Linked DNA regions of Canis lupus: region 1 is linked to region 2. Evidence: chromatin contacts called from public Hi-C data. All regions are on one chromosome and are shown on one strand. Each heading gives the region's core, a stretch centred on a gene start, on an enhancer-like site or on the middle of the called end of the contact. The rest is flanking DNA. Distances are from core to core; before and after follow the strand shown. Region 1 overlaps LOC111090694 (a long non-coding RNA gene). Region 2 has its middle 20 kb from the start of NOTCH2.

Evidence for each region. Hi-C and Micro-C count contacts between places; a contact is called where the count stands out from the background.
Region 1: a contact with region 2 is called in a Hi-C map of blood, with 4 times the contacts expected there. The contact joins two enhancer-like sites. A contact is called at or near these places in 3 of 9 Hi-C or Micro-C datasets (blood and liver).

The regions. Positions count from the first base shown.
Region 1 is chr17:57,670,247-57,674,584 of UU_Cfam_GSD_1.0, forward strand. LOC111090694 (a long non-coding RNA gene) reads right to left here. Exons shown (of 3, transcript XR_005372679.1): 1 at 1,713-4,338. Among named protein-coding and RNA genes, the nearest start is that of SEC22B, 32 kb to the right of the region's middle. Within about 2 kb of position 2,170, at least 8 of the 20 cell types and tissues checked have an H3K27ac peak or open chromatin away from gene starts, as enhancers often do. A contact at or near this core is called in blood, where this site is marked.
Region 2 is chr17:57,626,899-57,631,057 of UU_Cfam_GSD_1.0, forward strand. No RefSeq gene overlaps it. Among named protein-coding and RNA genes, the nearest start is that of NOTCH2, 20 kb to the left of the region's middle. Within about 2 kb of position 2,388, at least 1 of the 20 cell types and tissues checked has an H3K27ac peak or open chromatin away from gene starts, as enhancers often do. A contact at or near this core is called in blood, where this site is marked.

The sequences.
Region 1 (4,338 bases), core at 920-3,419, 43 kb after region 2:
ACTCGTGCACACACCACTTCCCAAAAATGCAAGCATGAAAGACACAAGTCACATCACTATTAGCCTGTCCCTGGTCTTTGCTCTATCTACTCAAGAGCCCATCTCCACCTCATAGCCCATCATATAGGGTAGAAAAACCTGAGACAGAACAGCTGTGACCAGGGCTTACTCATCTGTACAAACGCTAGATGATGATAGTTAAAATAATTAGCATGTGTAAAGGGCTTTGTGGTATAAATGCCACCACCATGCATTTGATTTTCATTTAATTTTAATCTCCATAGAAACCTCTCCCTTTTCCCCCCAGATGAAAGAATCAAAGCTTTGGAATGAGGGGAGATCTCTCCTCCAGTATGTCAACATACCTAAACCTCTCTCAGTCTAAAAAAAGAAAAAAAAAAAAAAAGAAAGAAATCCATTCTTTACTTCACAGTGCCCTCCAGCCAACTTATCTTTCTTCGATTTCTACATAAGCTTTTTCAAAAGTAACTCACACGACTGTCTCCCCTTCTTTGCACTCATCTTGTTAATTTTCCTTGTCTAAGTAATGTAATATAGCAAGGCAGGTCACAGGCTGAAAGGTTGCACCTGGGAGTCACTTGGCTCCTAATGTTTGGATCATGCCTTGATTATTAAAAACAACTTGAGGGATTTTTATATGAAAAAAAAATAAAAAAATAAAAACAACTTGAGGGGTTAACAAGAGGAATGTCCTTGACCACTCAAGATCATGGGTAAACTCTGGGCAGGCAGTCCGGTTTGGGAAACTTGTAGAATTCCTCTGAACTTCAAGGAGCTTCCCATTCTCTGGCTATTTCCCCTTCCTTAAGAAAGGAAGGGAGGAAGAAAGGAAAGAAAGTGGGAGGGAGGTAAGGCGGGATAGCTTCAAAACAAAGTCATCTGAGTACAAACTCCATTCCCTTTCTCCTCTATTAGAATCCATTCCAACTCACTGCTGTTGGGGTTGCTAAAACAGAGGTCACATTTCTGCCACTTGTAGATCTGGCCTGGTAAGAGAAGAACTGTTTCCATCCCCTTCTATCAAAGTGCCTATCATTCCTCCATTTAAACTTCATGAATGATCTATATCTTGGAAGATGTTCTGGGATGAAGAGAACACTAAAGTGGAAATACCTGGAGAGGTGAGATTGCAGAAGGCAAGGGGGTTTGCCTGAAGGCATGCTTCACCTGCTCCCCAGCGCACCCCAGAGTCAGTCCTGGTCACTTACAGGATAGGAAAATGTGATGAAAGAAGCCCATGAGTGAGCTCCTGGCCTCCATGCACAGTGAGTTCTCTCTCCCCTCCCAGCTGCACTAACCATACTTCCTGTTCTGTTCTGTGAAGTTTGAGTCTGGCACTCTATGAAGACACAGTGCCCACTTTGAGCTAAGCAAAGCAGCCTTTCCTCCAGACCAAGATGGCTGTCCCTCTTCTCAGTGCTCTGCTTCTCCAGCTGCAAAAGCAGGGCCCAGTTCCCACCTCCCCAGATCCAGAGGTAATGAACCACAGCCAGACTCTGTAATTCCAAGGAGCTCCCAACCTCACCAGTGTTTAGAATCTAAACATAGTTACTACACATTCCCCCACACTTTCAATCCCTTTCCCTATCATTCAGGCTGCTGAAGAATTAGTATCTCCTTTGACAACAAAGAAGACAAGCATGAAAAGGCAGGGTAGGCCACAGGGCAAAATCAGAAAGTAGGTAACCTACCTTTGACGTGCCATCTCTTTCTCCTTCCTGCTCTCTCTACTGAAGCCAGGAAAGAATCTGAAAATAGCCATTTGTACATAAATGTGAACTTCAAGTTCTCAAACTGTATCTCGTAGGGACTTTATTATTGTTTACAAAAAAAAAAGTTTCGGCCCCCAGTAGAAACAGCTTCTTTTGGGGCCGGTAGCCAAAGGACTTGTAGGGAACACGAGGGCCTTCATCTGGGGATCATCCCATGCAGAGAGCTCCTTAGAACCACTCATAGGGCTAGACCAGGTGGAGAGTCCGAGATGAATGGTACACAGTCATTCATTTCAGGGACTTTCCCTCAACCTCTACCTCTCTGGTGGCTTTGCTGTCATCACCAACCTTCTTAGGCCAGCCCTGGGGACATTCACGGGTGACCCAGGAAGGCTGGATTAGGGGAAGTGGAGGACGGGCTGTGCTGATGATTTATTAAACTCTGTGGCTTCTTCACTCCTCCACAAGGCTCCTCATCAGAGGGTGTGGCTTGGGTCATGCTGGGCACTCAGCAGCTTTGTGGTGGGTATCGGTTTGTGCTTCCTCTCCTTTGCTTTCGATTCAGTGCTTTCCTGTTGCAGTCTGAGCACTTCTATTTAACCGCAGCCCCACAGCAGCTACCACTGCATGCAAACTGGGTCCATCGAGGGGCAAGTGTAGGGCAAGCCAGGGGATGGAAGGGCTGAGAGGTGAGAAAGGAGAGTGGTATAAGCCAGCTGGAAATGAAGACAAAATTCCAAAGATAGGATGTCATGATGAATAATCGTCCAGAAAACATTCCAGTAATTTAAAAAATATGTTCCAGCTCATATTCGGCTATGTTAAGAGTCCATGCTGATCTAAATTAATTAGCTCAAATATATTTTCATTTGAACATACCTTCAGAAGTCTTTTGCAAAGAAATAAGAAATAGGGTGAGCTAAGGTTCACTGTGGCTTTAATTCAAGAATTAATTAAAAACTAAGTATTCAAATTCAGTTCTGATTCAGGAGTAAGACAAATGACAATCTGGAGGTAGACTTTAGACCAGACATGTTTGAGGTCCTACGATACAGTGTTTGCTCCATGTGAAGGAACCAGCATTTGTGAAGCCCTAGAAACAAGAGAAAGCAGGATGTGTTTGCAACACACGAATCCAGTATGTGTGAGGTGCAGACAATGGTAGGCAGGTTGCTGATTGCAGAGTGTTTATGAGCCATGCTAAGACATTCGGACTCTAGCCCAAGAATACAGGGAAGCAATGAAATGATTTTAAATGCAGGAGGTGAATTCATCAGAATTGCATTTATTAAAACAAAACAAAACAAAACTTTCTGGTAGCTGGTGGAAAATGACCCAGGGGAGAAAAACTAGAGGCAGGAAACTAGTAAAGACTTGCAAAAGCCCAGAGGTCATTGCTTAGGCCAGGGGAGGAGAAGAATAAGCGGGTGTTTTCAAAGAAAAAGATTTTACTAGACTTGGTTATTGATCGAAAAGAGAGACTGTGCACAGAAGTCAAAGATGAATCCTGGGTTTCTGTCTAGAACAATAGGGTGGATGTTGTGGCATATGTTAGGAAAAGGAAGAGTAGAAGAGGAATAGTCTAGAGAAGTGAGTTGATTAACATGGCTTCAGGAATATCCAACCGGAGCAGTTCTAGAAGACAGTTGTTATATTAGTCTGGAGTTCAGGAGAGATAGATATTTAGAAGTCACTGGCTTAAAAAATTCATAAAGCTGCGGAAGAGAGATTTCTCAGAAAACGTATAGAGGGGGAAGACAGGCTGACATAGGACAGGACCCTGAGGAACATCGACACCTCAGGAGTCTTCTCTCTCTATGAAAGAAGAGCTTTCAAAGGATGCCTAAGATCCATGAGGAAGGTAAGAAAAAAATAATAGTGCATGGAATCCACAGGAAGGTAGTGAGTCTATCAAGGAGGTTAATGGTGTCAGTTTCTGCTCATTGTCAGGTAAGAGGAAGACTGATATACCCACCAAATTTAGTCATGGGGGGCATTACCGTCCTTAAAGAAAGCCCCTTCCATAGTGTGAGAGTCAATGCCAGATTAGTCTGGGTTTACAAGAGTGGAGCAAGCGAAGAATTAGAAACAGCAAGGTGTGCAGACTATTCCCTCTCCCTCAAATGCCCTTCCACACTTTATCTATGTGGTAAAATCTTGCTCATTCCAGGATAGGGCTGAAGTAAAGGGTATTTATAAACAAACAAACAAAAATCCAAGGAAGATGTTCTTTTCCAGAAGCAAACTCAGCCAGGGCTGGAAGTCAGGAAGTGGGTAACTTATTCCATGCTCACCAGACAAGGACTTTCAACCAATAAAGAAGGCCTGTACACTCTCTGGTGCCAGTGTGGGGGTGTTGGTCTACATTAAGCCAAGAATGTGATGCAATTCTTAAGAACAGGAAGAGGTTTAGCTGGGATGGGAGGAGGACTCTGACTTGAGGGTGGTGGTAGAGGGAGTGGAGTGAGAAACAGAGTAGTTTTTTTTTTTTTTTTCCCCAAAAGAGCAGAGCCAGAAAAAGCAGCTGAGAAAAGCAGAAGGGATTGAAAAACTGTACCACTGAAAGCCTTTCTACTCCTCTCTAATTGTAGAAAAGCACATAGAA
Region 2 (4,159 bases), core at 1,138-3,637:
TTCATCAGCTACTTCCTTAATCTACTCCCAACTTACACATAAAAAGAAGAAAATGTGAAAGCTCTTCAGTTCTTTATCAAGTTCTTGGTGGAGATGACTCAACCACCTCAATTTCACTAGCCCTAAATAAATGAAACTGTTTAGCATAAATCCTACTTTAATTCAACTTCAGCCTTATGAATTGGATGAGACTAGGAAACAGAAGGAGCCTTTTGTCCTGATTCACTGCCCCAATGCTTATGCCAGCTTATGTTGGACTCCCTCCAGCCCAGCCAGTCTTCTAAAGCCTTATATTACGGTCCTCTGAGGACTCTTTTTCAATCTCCTTATCCTTATCCTTTGGTTTTGACACCATTAATTCTTTCTTCCCTGTGAATAAACTCTCTTTGCCTCCTGCTTCCATGACTCCGCATGGGATTTGTTCCTACTTCTTGGTCTATTGCAGTTCAGTCCTTAAAATCTCCTTCTTCCTCTCCTTCTTTCCCAAGGGCCTCACCCTAGACCTTCTTCCCTCCCTCTCATGATCTCGTGATGATCTCATCTTCTCCTGTGGACTCAGTAATCAACTAGATATGCTCATGATTTCCTGAGGATAAAACTCGTATTTCCAACCGTTTTCTCAGCATCTTCATGTAAGTATCTCACAAATGTCCCAAACTCAACTTAATGTTATTTTCCAAAAACCTCTTCTTCCTGCATTCCATATCAGAATACTGCCATCCATTTAAATATTCAAGATAAGTGCTTGAAAGCATCCTTGACTCCCCCCTTTCCCTCATTCTTCATCTTCAACCAGTCACCACTTACTGTTCCAACACTGCTGTGCTTGCCCAATCATTCTCTTTGTCTCCACCTTCACTGCCTTGCTTCAGGTGCTCTCACTTCTCCCCAGGACCATTCTCAGTTCTCCAAACCCTCAGATCAACAATGTCACACCCAGACTCAGAGATTCCAGTCCCACCTTTTCTAGAGCAACCTCTCCTCAGTTGCTGCATTGCCATTTCTCTTGAAAGGCAAATAAAATCATTCATACTCTGGAATATTGATGTTCATTGACATTCTTCTTTCTTTTGCTCCTTGTAACACAATAAAAATTCCTTTCTTTGAATGGAAGGAATTCCACAGGTCCTGAATGACTTTCATTTCAAAATGACTTTCATCTAGTTTAACGATTCACCATGTATCAAAAGTGCCACCTTTTCCACCATTTCTCAGGCCTCTGTACCTTCCTATTCTTGCCATCAGGTGGGAACCAATCCCTGCTCTCTGCCTTGATGGGGTACTGATCATCTAAGACTTGGCACCTATGCTTTCTCCCCTGGGATGACTCCTCCAAGCACGACCACTACACCTTTCATCACATTGCCATAATACTTAGCAAGGTCCTCTATGGGTAGTTTCTTCAATGGACTTTTTATGAGCCAGATGCTGGCCAATGTTCTAACGGTACAAAGAAGATGGATGGTCCTACCGTCAAAGAGCTTACCTTCAATTAGTAGAGGAAGACAAAAGTGTAAATAGCAAATATATTTTTACTTTTAAGAAGTCAATGTTACAAACAGTACAGGGATGCCTGGATGTTTCAGTTGGATAAATGTCTACATTCAGCTCAGGTCATGATCTCAGGGTCCTGGGATCAAGCCCTGCATCCAGCTCCCTGCTCAATGGGAGTCTGCTTTTCCCTCTCCTTCTGCACCCCCACTCATGCTCCCTCTCTTAAATAAATAAATAAATAAATAAATAAATAAATAAATAAATAAATCTTTTAAAAAATACTACAAGTGGTACAGGTGCTGTAGGAGAGGTACAGGCAGCACACAGTGGCAGGAAGGGTCAATTCTAACTGTGAGCTTGGAGATTGGAGGACAGTAACCTAAAGAAATAGATTATAAAGGAGACAACCCTCCTGGAGAATGATGAGGGGAGGGCTTTGCAGGTAGAGGACAGCATAAGCAAAGGGCTGGTAGGACAAAAAAAAAGAATGTGCTGTTTAGGGAGAAGCTATTGGTCCTCTGTGTCTGATCTGGGCTTCAGCATAGATGCAGTGAGACAAGAAGTTGGAGAACAAGGAGGAGGATTTTCCTCACAGGCAAAGAGGAGCCACTGCAGGGACAGACAAAATGTTCCAATTAGTATTTTTAGAAAGATCATTCTAGAAACAATGAGTGCAGCATAATGCATTTTTTTTTTCCTATTCGATCTTGAGCTCCTTGATGTCAAGTATTATGTCTCTTCCGTTTTTATCTTCTCAGTGCCAAACATACTCATTCACCAATGTGAGACTACATAGTTGTTGGTGCTGCAGTGCCAGTCTGATAGGGCAACTGAGCTCTGGCTCAGGCTTAATGCGACATCAGCAAGTCACTCTGTGCTTCAGTTTCCTCATCTATAAAATGGTGGTTGACTCAAGATCATCTTTCAGTTCTCTTTTATTCTATATTCTGTAATGCTATAAGGAAGTTTTTTTTTAAGTTTGAGTCAATATTTGGCAATACAAATAACAAATCTGACTCCAATTTATAGAGGTGAATGTCAAGAGCTTAGTGCACCATGAAGCTCAAGTTGAGCCAAAGATTGTATAAATCACTCTCTGAACAGTGGGCAATGGTTCTAGTTAAATTATTCACACAGTAAAAGAATAGGTTCTTCCTGTTGCAGAAGGGCAGAATTATGTCCTCAAATGTATGTTCCTTTTTTAAGGAAAAGAGTCAGAACGTAAATTATTATTACTATAAGTCTTTAAGTGATAAGGTAAATACATTTTGAAAACATTAGAAGCTTGAGGAAAACCTAATGGTTTTATCTACTTCAAATTAGTTAGTCCTTTAGTTATTAGCCTAGCAGAATACACAGAGCTCTATCAGATTCTCCACATCCTTTTCATAATTTTTGTATCTCTTTGACTTAGTAGAATGTGCTCTGACATTTCCAATTCATCAATGTAATACTGAGTTCCATAATTTAAAATTCAGGATCCTAGCAACAGAGTCAATTTCTATTAACGAAAATATAACAACAACAAAACACAAAGGCTTCTCCTAGTCTTTCTATTCTTTGATCTTTATCTTGATGAGACTATAATAGCCTTCAACTCTCATAAAATACCTGGTTTTGTTTTTTTTTTTTTTTGCTGATACAATTTTACTGTCATTTACCTAGAGTTTTTTTTTTTTTTTAATTATAGAACAAATTTCCTCAATTGTATTTCTCTACCTTGATCTTTGGAAACTTCTACCATTGATATTGTAATATAGTTATTTAAATTTAATTTATTAAAGATTTTGATTTTTTTTAATTTTAAGGTTTAATGTCTTATTAGCTTAATTCCTAAGAAGTAATTTACTGTCTAATATTAAGCTCAAAATACACAAATTACTCAATTTCTTGATACACTATTCATAAATAGAAAAAAAATTCTCACTTTGACTATATTCTCATAATAAACAATGTTCCTGAGCTTCTTTCTACCCTAAAATATGGCTGATAAATCTGTGCCAGGGCGTCATTTAATAGAGTGGCTTATAAACCAGCTACAGATGCTTCAATTGAGTTGTACCTTCTTTATAAGAAGCCTTTAGAAGAGGAAAAGAGGCGTGTTTATTAGTTTGGTGGACACAAAGTGGTGGCACCACCCTTCCCTTCTCTCACAGACACTCTCATGCTCCAGGTGGGCGGGTGAAGCCTGTGAGGCCAGTAACCCCTTGGGCTTTGACTTAGCTAAGTGAGGACTCTGTTTTCATTGCTTGGCTTGTTCTTAGAGACTAAGCTAACAGGGTGAATTGGGGGCTTGGGATCTCATGTACACAAACAAGATGCGTAGTGTAGCAATCCCACCTCTATTCTCCGCCTTCTGAAGTGCTCCTTTCTCCACGCCTCAGCCCTCTTGTCCCTGACTGGTCCAAAACATCCGTGAATTGTTCTTAAATAGAAAATGCATCTAAAGCTGTTATTTAAAAAGAGGCTTATACTCATTGGTTCATTTACCCATCAAGAACATCTGATTTTCTTTTGTTGAGCTGCATATGAAATATATTTGGGGGCATAAGATTAATAGTCTTTAGGAATCAAAGTCTTCTGGCTGGGTCATCGTGACACAACAACAAGTTTTAAAATTCATAGCAAATTTCTAACTAAAATATACTATCTAAAATTTAAACAG